Regions from separate parts of the Mus musculus genome. Here regions 1 and 3 are each linked to region 2. The links are chromatin contacts, called in public HiChIP or PLAC-seq and promoter capture Hi-C maps. All regions are on one chromosome and are shown on one strand. Each heading gives the region's core, a stretch centred on a gene start, on an enhancer-like site or on the middle of the called end of the contact. The rest is flanking DNA. Distances are from core to core; before and after follow the strand shown. Region 1 holds the start of Slc38a3 (solute carrier family 38, member 3). Region 2 holds the start of Cish (cytokine inducible SH2-containing protein). Region 3 overlaps Dcaf1 (DDB1 and CUL4 associated factor 1).

What was found. Promoter capture Hi-C pulls out the DNA fragments that hold promoters and counts their contacts. HiChIP or PLAC-seq counts read pairs in DNA pulled down with a chosen protein or histone mark.
Region 1: a promoter capture Hi-C map of embryonic stem cells shows a contact between it and region 2, with 2.1 times the contacts expected there. The contact joins the promoter of Slc38a3 here to the promoter of Cish in region 2. A contact is called at or near these places in 2 of 39 promoter capture datasets (embryonic stem cells and liver) and 2 of 9 other capture datasets (adipose tissue and embryonic stem cells).
Region 3: an H3K4me3 HiChIP or PLAC-seq map of bone marrow-derived macrophages shows a contact between it and region 2, with 2.8 times the contacts expected there. The contact joins the enhancer-like site here to the promoter of Cish in region 2. A contact is called at or near these places in 14 of 39 promoter capture datasets (the 3T3-L1 cell line, the C10 cell line, the HPC-7 cell line and 9 more), 1 of 15 datasets of contacts at CTCF or cohesin (large pre-B cells), 5 of 484 Hi-C or Micro-C datasets (cortical neurons, differentiating embryonic stem cells, embryonic stem cells and 1 more), 15 of 115 datasets of contacts at active chromatin or transcription factors (the 230-238 cell line, acute myeloid leukemia, astrocytes and 10 more) and 1 of 9 other capture datasets (adipose tissue).

What each region holds. Positions count from the first base shown.
Region 1 is chr9:107,664,404-107,668,983 of GRCm38.p6, forward strand. It overlaps Slc38a3 (solute carrier family 38, member 3), which reads right to left and starts at 2,996. Exons shown (of 16, transcript NM_001199217.1): 1 at 2,901-2,996.
Region 2 is chr9:107,295,118-107,299,470 of GRCm38.p6, forward strand. Cish (cytokine inducible SH2-containing protein) reads left to right here and starts at 1,542. Exons shown (of 3, transcript NM_009895.4): 1 at 1,542-1,917. The coding sequence starts at 1,898.
Region 3 is chr9:106,855,840-106,860,459 of GRCm38.p6, forward strand. Dcaf1 (DDB1 and CUL4 associated factor 1) reads left to right here. Exons shown (of 24, transcript NM_001373930.1): 14 at 1,985-3,248; 15 at 3,742-3,940; 16 at 4,540-4,620. Among named protein-coding and RNA genes, the nearest start is that of Rbm15b, 29 kb to the right of the region's middle. Within about 2 kb of position 2,347, at least 13 of the 459 cell types and tissues checked have an H3K27ac peak or open chromatin away from gene starts, as enhancers often do. A contact at or near this core is called in bone marrow-derived macrophages, where this site is marked.

The sequences.
Region 1 (4,580 bases), core at 1,746-4,245, 370 kb after region 2:
CACCCACAAAAACGGGGCTGGAGAGATGGCTCAGCAGTTAGGAACACTGACTGCTATTCCAAAGGTCCTGAGTTCAAATCCTAGCAACCACACGGTGGCTCACAACCATCTGTAATGAGATCTGATGCCCTCTTCTGAAGACATTTACGGTGTACTTACAATAAATAAATAAATAAATAAATAAATAAATAAATAAATAAATAAATAAATAAATAGATAAATCTTAAAAAGAAAAGAAAAGAAAAGAAAAAAAAAAGAAAGAAGAAACACAAAAACAGAGTTGGGTCAGAAGTGGCACACACCTTTAATCCCGGCACTTGGGAGACAAAAGCAGATGGATTTCTGTGAGCTCAAGGCCAGCCTGGTTTGCCAAACAAGTTCCAGGACAGACAGGATACAGAAAAAACCCTGCCGTGAAATAACCAAAAAAAAAAAAAATCCCACAAAACCAAAACAAACAATCAAACAACCTCGGGGCCCCAACAAAGACAGAGAGTCCTAGAAGGAGCAAGGAGGGAGAAGGAGACAAAATGGCCATGCATAGGGTATGAGGCAGGTGTGTGTCAGGCTCCGTAGTATGTACCATGGAGTCCCTAGGCAGAACCCAGGGAGGACTCCATAAGGCCACCACTGCATCTTCCGGTCTCCACAAATTCAAGTCCTATCCCACCAGCCCGATGCCATGTCACATCCAGTGGAGCCAAGACCAGGAAGGTCATAAGGCCAGGCTCTACTAGGAAGTTCAGAGACCTCAAGACTTATTTACCTGAACAGAGGAAAAGACAAGCAGAGGCGATGGTCAGCTGGAGCGGCTCCTATTGTCAGTGGTCACACACAGGTGCAGACGTGCTGGCTGAGGGGCTGTGTACAGGACGTGGCCCGCAGAGCGGAAATTCAAAGCCAAGCAACCCTGGGCCACTGGCAGGAAAGCCCCTCCTGCCCCAGCAGCTGGTCCTTCCCGTTGGCCCCCAGAAGTGCTGCCTGGTCCTCTAGAGGTCCCACCCTAGCCTCCTGTGTCTGTCTTCCCATCCAAAGTCAAAGGCCCACCTCTTCAGTATGCTTTCACCGGTCACACTGTGTGCAAGACACATAGTAGGTACTCAATAATCATACTGAATGAATGGAATGCATTCAAAGTTCTTAGACTAACTTACCTACTCTGTGGGACCCAGTTCCTTGTGATATCTACAATAGAACTCTTCCCACGGGGCCCCTTCCTACAACGACGACGACAGCACAAACATCACATTTCAGCTTGCTGGGCACACAAATGCCTAAACTGCATTTAGTCTCTCGCAGGCACTGCCTTGCAAACATGCTTTGCCCTCAGTCTTTCTGCTTCCACTCACACCCAGCGCAGACTCCCAGGGTGTGCTTCATTCAGCTTCTGATCTTTTCCTGGTTCAGCCTGGAGTTCATGATCTACCTGCCTTCGTTGGGCCTGTTTCTCCATTTGTGGTCGGAGGGGGGCCATGGCCCCTGACTCAAGTACAGGGATAAGCAAGTCTTGGGGCCTGGCTTTCTGGAGCCTTGGACTGTGGGATACAGCAAGCCTGGGATAAGACCACACTCAGAAGGATGATTTGAGAGGCAGTGAAGAGATGGGATCCCCAGACCCAGGGTGAACGAAGCTCTGAGGCACACCGTTCTCATCTTTCCTAGAGACACAGTCTCATGCTCAAACCCAAGAAATCAGAGCTTGCATTCCTGGTTCTGCCATCCCAGCCTCTCCAAAGTGCCGGGCATGGCCTCATGCACTCCTGATCTCTCCCATCATGGGGCTTCTTAGGGGAGGTTTCCACAGCTGTGCAGATGTTCCCTATTTCCAAATCGAACGATCCTTGGATTTATCTAGCTTTCTAACACCCTATCACACAACGAATCATCCAAGGGACTGACCTCTTTTCTGGAAAATAAGCCCCTACCCCAGATTGTGTGCCAGGGGTCTCTTTTAGGGGACAATGTAATGGCGGGACGTGGAGAAAGCAAAGGGGGAAGAACAGGACTGGTGGGCTAAAGTGCCATGGAGATGTCCTTCGTGGTTACTCCTCAGGGTGCAAGAGCCCCCTCCCTCCGCACACAGGAGAAAGAAGACCTGGATTCAGGTCTCAGGTCACGTGACGAGGGGGAGCTGCGCTTGGGGCGCAGTTCTCACGTGCTCCATCCTTGGCCCCCTTCTCTAGTGTAAACAAACGGCACGCATTCATGAAAACTGAGTCCTGCGCCCTGGCTAGTTCTCACACCTCGGCCAGCCAGGTCCACAGGTGGACAGGAGCGCCCATTGCACCCCGCCCTCAAGCCTAAGTGTCACAAAAACCCAGAGCAGGCAGTGCCCGCTGGCCTCACTGCAAATGGCACTGGTTCTGGGGCCAGCATGTACCCCGTGGCCCCTCAGGCGTCCCGGCCCGATCTGCCCTCAAACTGCCCAGAGAGCGGGATAAATATACCCGGATCGCCGGCGTGCCAACCGGCGGATCTGCCTCTCAGGCGCCCGTCGGGGCAGCGCTCCAGGGTCTACTCCCGGCCATTCTTTAGCTGGTGCCCGCGGGTCCTGACTCAGGAAGTCGGTCCACTGTTTCCTGAGCTTCAAACTAGGTGTTCTGTGGATCTAACCCCGGGCTGCTGTCCCCTTCTGTTCTGCTTGGCTCTACCAAGAAGCGGAATCAACGAGGTGCCCCTCCCCGCACCCTGGCGCAAGCTTGGAGCTGGTGCCTACCCGCAAGCTCACAAACCTGTGCTCTGGAGCTCGCAAGATTCTGACTCTCGGAAAGCTGAGACGCCTGCCCGGGTCTCGGGGTACAAGGAGAGCTTCCCAGAGCCGACTATGCACTGGGGGAGGTATTGTGGGCTCCTTCTGCCCAGCGCCCCTGTGCTGGTGGCTCTATATCCCCCGGCCGTACCTGGCCTCGTGGTGGGCACGTTCAGCACACTCCGTTCCAGAGGGTGAGATCCGCTCTGCTCCAGGCTGAGCGCAGGGCTGCAGCGGCAACTGCAGCAGCAGGGGATGAAGGGTGCCCGGCCCCGCCCCTGGCCCGCCCCCGGCCCGCCAATCCCAGGCTGCCCGAGGGAGGAGGGGCTGGTCCGGGGAGGAGCGGGGGCCTGGCCGACTTGTCTCAAAGGGGTAGTCGGTGCCCTTGGTGACCTCGAAGCCTATAGGTGGGAGAGCCTGATTGGGGAGGGGTCGCTAGAGCCTTGAAGGATCGGGGCGATGGTTCAGGTCAAAGCAGAGATCTTTGTGAGGACAGTGACTGCCCTGAACCCCTGAAACATTCTGCCTACATTTCTCTAAATCCCCGAAGAGATCTTCAACCAGAAGAAATAGGAATACCGAAGGCTTAACTTCAGTGAGGGGCTTGGAACGGACGGCTTTCAGACTTACGCCTTTTCTACCTTGCCTGGGTCGACCGCCTTTGCTTAGCAGGGGTGGATGGAGGGGCTATCTCAATCAGTTTTTTTCTTCCCCTGAGATAGTACCCTAGAGGCTGAAGCAAATACGGTCTAGGACAGCGAAAACAAGGGGAGATCGCACTGTGTCTTTTCAAGCCTTGCACCGCTATGCTCTCTACTCTACGAGTGAGTGACTGCTGTCAGCCTGCCCATCAGAAACGGGGGCAGGACTTGTGAGAAAGAGATTTTAGGGAGGGCTCTTTCTTGGCTGGTAGTCAGTGCCACCTCTACCTGATTCCCACCTACAGCTCCGGTGCTCAGAGGCAGGTGGCAGAGGGTAGGGAGCTAGGGGAGGCGTTGACCTTTCAGGCTAAAGGGGCCGGGACAACAGCTGTGCCTCTCTTTTCTCAGCCACTGGCTCTGATCCGATTAATTCCATGGCCTCTGCTGTTCCTCTCCAAGCTGGACTTCTCTTGTCATATCTACCTCCTGATGTCATATCTACTTCCTGGCGCTGTGAAGCATGCCTTCAGAGGCCGGGTCTCATGCTTCCCTGCCTGAGGCTGGGAGTCGGGACTCCTCAAATCCCGAAGCCCTGGATTCCCTTCCTGCTGACTCATAACACTAGCACAGCCAAGCCCAAGCGTGCCTCAGTTTCCCTCTGTATCAGAAAGAAATGGTCGTCTTGCCCTTTGGCCTGAGAGAAGGGGGTGGGGGTGGGGTAAAGTGAAAGCCATGAACTAAGACCAGATGCTGCCTAAGAGGGCCAGGGAGCTGAGGGCCTAAGGAAACAGGCCCTGGGGTGACAACAACTCCAGGAACACAGGCCATCCAAGCCTACCTTTCCGGTAGCTAGATGACAGGAAGGAAAGATTTGCATCCTTACCCAAGGCTGACATAATTGCCAGACCAGAGCTTACTTACCACATTGTGAAGGGCCATTAGACTCCCAACCTCTAAAACAGCATGAGAAACAGGTAGAGTGGCACATGCCTGCAATCCCAGCCCCGAGGGGAGCAGGGAGAACAAAATGGCTGAGACAGAATCACCTTGGATACTCACAGGAGCTATTTGTCAAGGGGTAGTGGCACCCACGGGCAGTTCCTGAGGGTCCTGACTAGGCTCAAGGTCACTCAGCATATGGACATTGGTGTCCTCAGTCCAAAGGGAACAGGCTGAGACTGGCTGTGCTG
Region 2 (4,353 bases), core at 292-2,791:
CAGGCAGATCTCTGTGAGTTCAAGGCCAGCCTGGTCTACATAGTGAGTTCCAGGACAGCCAAGGCTACAAAGATAAATAAACCCTGTCTCGGAAAAAAAGGAAAGGAAAGGAAAGGAAAGGAAAGGAAAGGAAAGGAAAGGAAAGGAAAGGAAAGGAAAGGAAAGGAAAGGAAAGGAAAGGAAAGGAAAGGAAAGGAAAGGAAAGGAAAGGAAAGGAAAGGAAAGGAAAGGAAAGGAAAGGAAAGGGTAAGTAAATAAAAAGAAAACCACAGCTCTGTTGCATGACACCTGTGAAATCCCCCGTATCTTCATAGCAAAGCGGCAACAGACAGTTTCTACTGAAGAGTTAGTATGCATACATACAGGGATCCCATGTTCTCAGAGTACTCCTACTCCATCCTACCCATATTCCAAGAAACTGGCTTCTTGCTGTATTCTGGGAGCCCTGCTTGGGTTACACTTAACTTCCCCTCCAGGGCACCTACGGGGAACTGAGTCCCTTGGAGTAATCTCTTATCTTCCCTAAGAACTCCTTCCTTTTCACAGGGTTTTATCTTTAGCTCTCTATCTTGGGTGGGGCACCCAGAGCCTAGCCTGGGCTGGGGAAAGCCCAGTCACTATACTCAGATTCTAGACACTGCCAGAAGCCTGTCATCGCTGCCAAGAATCTTATAGCTACCCTTTCTGAGGAACGTGGGTGGTGTGACGTGTGTGGAAGGAGTGGGTGTACTGGTTCTCCAGATCTTATCTCCCCATATCCTGAACCGTGGATGTGGAGGGAGATCACATAGACCCTACAGCTCCTTGGTAAACCAGATATGGTGACTTAGCCTATAAGTTCACATTGTAAACCTGTACTCAGAAGTTTGGGGCCAGCCTGGTCTACAAACTGAGCTCCAAGGTAGTCTGAATTCAATTTTAAAACAAAAACAAACAAGCCATCGACAGGGCTGTCTGGGAGCTGACTATCTCTGTTTACTGACTCAAGAGGGTAATTTCCCCAACTGTCGGTCCACTCAGAGATTAGGCAAAGAAGGGATGAGATCATTTGATTACAAAAGATTAGATGTAACCTGAACTCTTTTAGCTGTAGTGGCCACAGTGGACCTCCTTAGTTCTTCCGTCCTCTTCAGGGCTCCAGGCCTCTCCCTAAGTCTTTCTCCAGATCTCACAGCACACCACCCACCTTCTCACACAGTGTCCTGCAATAAGCGAGACCACGGCCGCCAGAGACAACGTCCGATAAACTAGAAGCGGCTGGCTAAGAGGACCGGCCCGACCCTGCCCCCGCGCTGTAGTTCTAGGGGGGGGGGGATAAGCGCACCCATCCCCAAAGAAGTAGAGGGAAGACAATCTGGTCTCCAGTTGCATCCACATTCCTTCTTAACTTGTCCCCAACCCAGTCTTTTGCCTACTAGTCTCTAGGTCCCGCCCCACTCGGGCACGTCAGTTCAGGGTCCCTGCACTTCAATAGGTCGGTCTAGATGCTCGTCTCACGTCCAGCGATACGATTGGTCAACTCTAGGAGCTCCCGCCCAGTTTTCCTGGAAAGTTCTTGGAAATCTGTCAAAGGTGTTTCCTTTCTCGGTCCAAAGCACTAGACGCCTGCACCCCCGTTCCCCTCCGGGCCGCCGCAAAGCCCGCGGTTCTAGGAAGATGAGGCTTCCGGGAAGGGCTGGGACGCAGCGGACAAAAGATTAGGAGGCGCCTGGCCCCGCCCCACCGGCCCAGCCCGTCCCCCCTCGTCCTTCCAAGCTGTTCGCACCACAGCCTTTCAGTCCCTGCTCGCCGCCCGTGTGCCCCGGGACCCTGACCTTCGCACCCCTGGCACCCATTGGCTCCTTTCTCCTTCCATCCCGCCGAACTCCGACTCTCGAGCCGCCGTTGTCTCTGGGACATGGTCCTTTGCGTACAGGGGTAAGCTCAGTTTTTTTCCCTACCTAGGCTCCATGCGGGAGATATGGAAGATCACAGGCCTCGAGTTAGCTGCGGGATTTGGGAGGGCTTGACCGACTGGAGGTGATGGAGGGCTAAAGGACTTCGAGTGGTGTGCCTAGGATACCCACACACACTTCGTATGGATAGGGAAACGGAGCCCGCGAACGGTGGGAGGAGCCCCCATTCCTGAGATTTCACTAGCGCCAACTGTAAGAGGTTCTCCAGGACGGGGCTCACAAGTCTAGACTCAATTTGAGCTCATAGTTTACCTAGCCTTCTGGCTCCGTACCTGTCGGTGACCTTGAGCCAGCCCTTAGATCCCTCTGTGTTCAGAAGTTCATTCCTCCGTCCCAGGTCAGCGATTAGGTTCTTAGGAAGCCAGCCTGAGGTCTTTGACTCTTCCCAGGCCGGCGCCTAATAAACAACACCCCTTAGGAGCACCCCACTCCGTCTCTTAGCTCAGATTGATGTCTCAGTGTGATAAAGACTTCAGCCTGCCTTCTCCAAGGTTTCCCGTTGACATGGAATATGGGACCATGGTGAAAGTGGGGCTTTAATAAAACAAAGTCTTGGCTTCGGTAGAGTGTACTCGGAACACCTGTTTACCCTAGCTTTCAGCGTCCCCTTCAAACACTGATCGGTCAGGAATTCAGGAAAACCCAAGAAGAGAGGTGTGTGTGTGTGTGTGTGTGTGTGTGTGTGTGTGTGTGTGTGTGTGTGTGACAAATCCAGGGAGATCTGTGATCCAGTAGTAATTGTTATAACTGACATGGGAATGGTACCAAGTGAGGAAGGGTGGAAGGTGGGGCCAGGCTGAAATGCCCTTGCTCTAAGCAGCTCTGAGTCCCAGGAAGAGGACATTCATGGAGCTGTTGAGAAGACTGTATTCCCTAGTAGTTCCTACCATGTTCTTTTATTCTCTGAATTTTCGGACTCTTCGGCAGTTCCCTGCACCCTGCCTTCCTTTCTTGGGTGCCCCCACTTCTCCATTCTGGGTCCCCAGAGCCTCTTTGACTTTGCCTTAATTGAAGGCCCATGGGAACCTCAGGAGCAGTGTTGGGGTATTGGGGAAACAAGTTGTTTAACAAGCCCATGTATCCCAGCCTCCCTTGGCTCGGCTCATCTTATTGGCATGTGTTCTCAGGTGGAACTTCATGGCTAGACTCCAAGACATGCACACACAGGTTCTTGGAACACACCAGTCCTCACCCCCACCGTGATGACACAGTGGCAGACACACCCCTCCCTAGATATTTAGTCCCTCCCAGCAACATTTGGGGATTAGCATCGTCATTCTATACCTAGATACCATACTAGCCCCAGAGGTGCCTACTATATACACATGTGGGACCTATGGAAGGGATCCAACTAAGCTGTCTGGTTGTACCTGCCACAGAGGCCATGAAATGACTCCCTAACCTGGATCAAGCTATGGGCCCCAACAAGCCAGTCGCCTCAGAATTCTGCCTGTAACTCACTAAGTGGGATTCCAGGGCTCTCATAGCTGGGTCAAGAGCGGGTGTGGGAAAAACCCTTGGCAGGCTATAGGTGCCAGAGCCTGTCACCCCTCTCCTGAGTGGTCACAGGACTATGACCTTCTAAACACTACTTCCACTGTTAGGTCTGGCGTCTGTCCTTGCCGACTGCTAGCAGCTCCTAACCACCCCTTGTTTACCGGCAATACCTGATACAGTGTTGCCTTTCCCAGCCAGTGTGGGCTGAACCTAGGGTTTCATTATTTGGAGGTCTTTGACTAGACACAAAACTGAGGCCTGGGGACATATTTTATTAGAAATTAGAGAGAGCCAACTATTTTTTCCCACCAGATGCAGGGACCCTGGGTCACCACCTGGGTGGGCTTCTGCTAGGAAGATTTACCCTAACCCCAGCCCAAACCCCTCAGGGCAAGTAGGCCATCATCTGGAAGGCGGAGAAACTGCAACCCAGAGAGGAGCAGATTTTACATAAAAATCCTACAACAGCAGGGCCGAGGCACTCATAGGGTGCCTCCATAGGGTGGAGTCTGGAATGTGGGCTGAGTAACCTGCCCTTTGGTAGGAGCTCCTATTTATGAGAGATAAAATTCATCAATGCCTTTAGAGGACACTGCCTTCCCTCAGCCGGGAGGAGCAGAGCCCAGGATGTGAATCTGGCCGGAGTGGGTAGAAGCTTGTTTTACGTCTTAGCCAGTGCGGCACTGTGGTCCCCCACCCCCAACAGATATTCCTATTGACCAGGAGCTACTATGTAACCTTAGGCTTTCTACGCTAATCTTGAGGTCTCCCTGAGAACCCCACCCTAGTTCATTCTGTGACTCTACCAGGTAGAGTGGCATTTAACAGGCTACCTCAGCTGGGAGGGACACAACTGTGAGACAGTTTTTGGATTGACAGGTTCCCCATTCTTGTGGTAGGA
Region 3 (4,620 bases), core at 1,097-3,596, 440 kb before region 2:
AAATGTAGCAGAGTAATACTCGTAGTTATTTGTTGGTTGGTTGGTTGGTTGGTTGGTTCTTGGACTGTGCGTTGAGGCAGGGTTTCATGTATCCCAGGCTAGTCTCTGACTAAATACATAGCTGAGGATGGCCTACCTCCACCTAATGAGTGCTGGATTTATTGGTGTGTACCATCATGCCTGGCTATCCTTGTACTTTTTTTCCTCCCTCTCCCTCTCCCTCTCCCTTTTCCCTTTTCCCTTTTCCCTTTTTTAAATAGAACAAAATAAATAAAATTTCAAATTACTAAGTTATGTCAATACTGGGGACAACCAATAACTTTTTTTTTTTTTTTGAGACAGGGTTTCTCTGTGTAGCCCTGACTGCCCTGGAACTTGCTCTGTAGACCAGGCTGGCCTCGAATTCACTGAGATCCACCTGCCCCTGCCTCTGAAAGGCATGTACCACTACCAACCAGCAGCCATTAACTTTTGTTTAAAGAAGTGTAATGTGTGCGTGTTCCTGTAGATGAAGCACATGTAGAGACCAGAAGACAGCTTTTGGATGTTAGCTCTTTCCTTTTTATCTTGTTGCTGTGGATTCTGTGAATTTTTAACCACTCTGTTTGCCCATCTTTGTTTTCCTGTGGAAGTGCTTTTAGTACAACATCCATTTTATTCTTTTTTTTAAAATATAGGTTCTGGTTATCAAACTTAGTCATCAGGCTTATACATTACACAGCAAGCCTTTTTGCCCTCTGAGCCATCTCCTTGGCCCTTAAAACTCTATAGAATAATGGTACCTAGCTCACATGTACCTTCCACTTCCTCCTTCCCACCTTCTTGTCCCTCTTCAACACACACGAATTTAAACTCAGATTCTGTATATAGGACAGGACACTTTATTTGTTTGTCTTCCTCCCATCACCCTCATCTTTTCCTTTTTTTTTAAAAAAAGATTTATTTGTTTTATGTATGTGGATTGTTGTTCTCTTCAGACACTCCAGAAGAGGGCATCAGATCCCATTACAGATGGTGTGAGACACCATGTGGTTGCTGGAAATTGAATTCAGGACCTCTAGTAGAGCAGTCAGTGCTCTTAACCGATAAGCCATCTCTCCAGCCCCTGTCTTTTCCCTTTTTAAGAGTCTTCCTTTGCCAGGTATGGTAGTGCATACTTTTAATCCCAATACTTGGGAGGCAGCGGCAGGTGGATCTCTGAGTTGGAGGTCAGCCTGGTCTACAGAGTGAGTTTTAGGACAGCTAGTGCTGTGAAGAGAGAGACTGTCTCAAAAAACAAAACAAAAAGGAAACCAATAAAATAGAACACAAAGGTCACCATTTTTCTCTTTCTTAGGCTCTGTTTTAGTTCCATTCCTTTTCTAGTGGTGAGTTGTTTTTGAGACATGTTCTTATTCTAGTCCATGCTGGCCTGGAGTTTACTTTTAGCCCAAGCTTGCCTTGAAATTGTTAGTATCTTCCTGTCTTGGCTTTCTGAATACTGACATCCTAGATATGTAAGTTTTTCTTCTGTTTCATTTTAATTCTAGATTTTATATGTGAATTATGTTATTTTATATCTTGAGATCCATCTATTTTCTTTTTTTCCTATTTACATTTTATTATTTGTTTTGTGTGTGTTCTTGCACACTCTGGTGTATGTGTGGAGGAAAAGAGGGTAACTTACTGGAGTAAGTTCTGTCCACAAATGTCAGTTCTTAGGCTTGATGCCAAGAGCTTTTTAGCCAATAAGCCATTTTGCCCACCCTGTCTGTTTTCTTGTAAAATAACATAATTTCATTTTTTTTTATTGCTGAGTAAGATTTCTTTGTGCATAAGGTTTGTCCATTTGTCTGTTGATGGATGCTTGTACTGATCCCATAACTTGGCTGTTGTTAATAGTGCACACTAAAGATAAATGTATAAACTGTTCCTGTAATATCTTGACATGAGTCTTCTAGCTATTAGTTTTATGAGGAATAATGTAATTTTTCCTATGTTATAGGTATCAGCATTATTTTGGGCGTGGCTGAGGGTGAGTTCTTTATCCATGATGCTGAAATTCAGAAGTCAGCACTTCAAATTATCATCAATTGTGTATGTGGTCCAGATAACCGAATATCCAGTATTGGCAAATTTATTTCTGGAACTCCTCGGAGAAAGCTGTCTCAGACTCCCAAGAGTAGTGAGCATACTCTGGCCAAGATGTGGAATGTGGTCCAGTCCAACAATGGCATCAAGGTGCTTCTGTCCCTGTTGTCCATCAAGATGCCCATTACAGACGCAGACCAGATCCGGGCCCTGGCCTGCAAAGCCCTTGTAGGCCTGTCTCGAAGTAGCACTGTTCGACAGATCATCAGTAAACTTCCCCTTTTTAGTAGCTGCCAGATTCAACAGCTGATGAAAGAGCCTGTGCTGCAGGATAAGCGTAGTGACCATGTCAAGTTCTGCAAATACGCTGCTGAGCTCATTGAGCGTGTATCAGGAAAGCCTCTTCTCATTGGCACTGATGTGTCTCTCGCACGACTGCAGAAAGCAGATGTTGTTGCTCAGTCGAGGATCTCCTTCCCTGAGAAAGAGCTGCTCCTGTTGATACGGAACCATCTCATTTCTAAAGGGCTTGGAGAGACAGCAACTGTGCTGACGAGAGAGGCTGACCTGCCCATGACTGCTGCCTCACATTCTTCTGCCTTCACCCCAGTGACTGCTGCTGCTTCTCCTGTCTCTCTTCCCCGGACCCCTCGGATTGCCAACGGCATTGCAAGTCGACTGGGCAGCCATGCTACTGTGGGTGCTTCTGCCCCTTCTGCTCCCCCTGCCCATCCTCCACCACGGCCCCCCCAGGGTTCATTGCCTTTGCCTGGCCCATCATATGCAGGCAATTCCCCTTTGATTGGTAGGATCAGTTTTATCAGAGAGAGGCCATCACCGTGCAATGGCAGGAAAATTCGAGTGTTGCGGCAGAAGTCGGACCATGGTGCATACAGCCAGAGCCCTGCCATAAAAAAACAATTGGATAGACATCTTCCTTCCCCACCTACGCTGGACAGTATCATCACAGAGTATCTTAGAGAGCAACATGCTCGATGCAAGAACCCCGTTGCCACCTGTCCTCCTTTTTCTCTCTTTACTCCTCATCAGTGTCCTGAACCAAAACAGAGGCGGCAAGCGCCAATAAACTTTACCTCAAGGCTAAACCGCAGGGCATCATTTCCAAAATATGGAGGGGTAGATGGCGGATGCTTTGATAGGCACCTTATCTTTAGCAGGTAAGGAGAGGTTCCCGGAATTCCTTGGGATGATTCTTTTATTTAAATCAGTGTTTGGTCAGTATCATCCCTGAGTCATTAGTTAAAGTCATTTGCTGGCCTGAAGATTAACTGAGTGTCCTTTATGTGCTGTATGAACTAATCAGTCAGTTATGGGTTATTTAGATTCTCGGCAGTAAGATCTCTTTGCTGTCGTCACAACCAGTAGGTTGTTTTAGCCATTTCTCAAACTTGCCTTTTGTGCCAGCCATGTTTCCTTCTGTGTGATTCTTTATAAATCATAGGTACAGATCATGGGTCTACACACTTTCCACAAGTCTTTTTTTCATTGAGAATTTAAACTATTGAATGTCACTCTAATGCTTTAGAATCCACTTTTTATTTGAAAGGCTTCACATTTTGAAACAAAATACCATCTAGCAAAATTTTGTGTTTCAGAGTTCCCGGACATGCTTTATTCTGATTTATGCTCTTCCCCCAACCCCTCGTTTAGATTTCGTCCGATTTCAGTATTCCGGGAAGCTAATGAAGATGAAAGTGGCTTCACCTGTTGTGCATTCTCAGCCCGGGAGCGGTTCCTGATGCTTGGCACTTGTACAGGGCAGCTGAAGCTCTACAATGTGTTTAGTGGACAGGAAGAGGCCAGCTATAACTGTCACAACTCAGCCATCACACACCTTGAACCGTCAAGGGTGAGGGTTCCTTCCTGGCTGCTCTCATTTTAAGATGGATTAACAAAGGGAACTAGAGTTAAAAGAGTCTTACCATTTATTGGACTTTATTTTAGATGAGTCGTTAACTAGAATTGATGTTGACTCATTTCAGAAGGAAAATGAGATACTTGGCCATCTTTTGATAGGGGGGGTTTAGCTATGTGAGGTGATACATGGGGAACAGAGGAAGGACTTTTGGGAGTTCAAAGCCAATTTGAGTTAAAGTTCTCTGCCAGCCCGAGTACACAGGACCTATTTCAACAGAAGAAAAACAAAAAAGCCCAGACCATCAAGGTGGGTTAGTGGGGGAGGTGCTTACTGTGCAAATCCTGACTGCCTCAGTTCATTCTCTGCAAAGAACCCAGGTAAAGGTAGAGGGAGAAACTAACTCTGCAAAGTCGTCTTCTACCCTAACCCTACCACACTTCCCCATACCTGTATACCATACATACATGCACAGTCAGTAAATTATGAAAAAAGAACCAGCTTTAGGCCCCTAGTGGTAAATACATTTTTCTAGCCCCCTATAGGCACATGTAATTAAAATCCTAATGATTTTTAACTTCTCTGCCTTATAGGATGGGTCCTTACTTCTGACATCTGCCACTTGGAGCCAGCCTTTGTCTGCACTTTGGGGAATGAAATCAGTATTTGATATG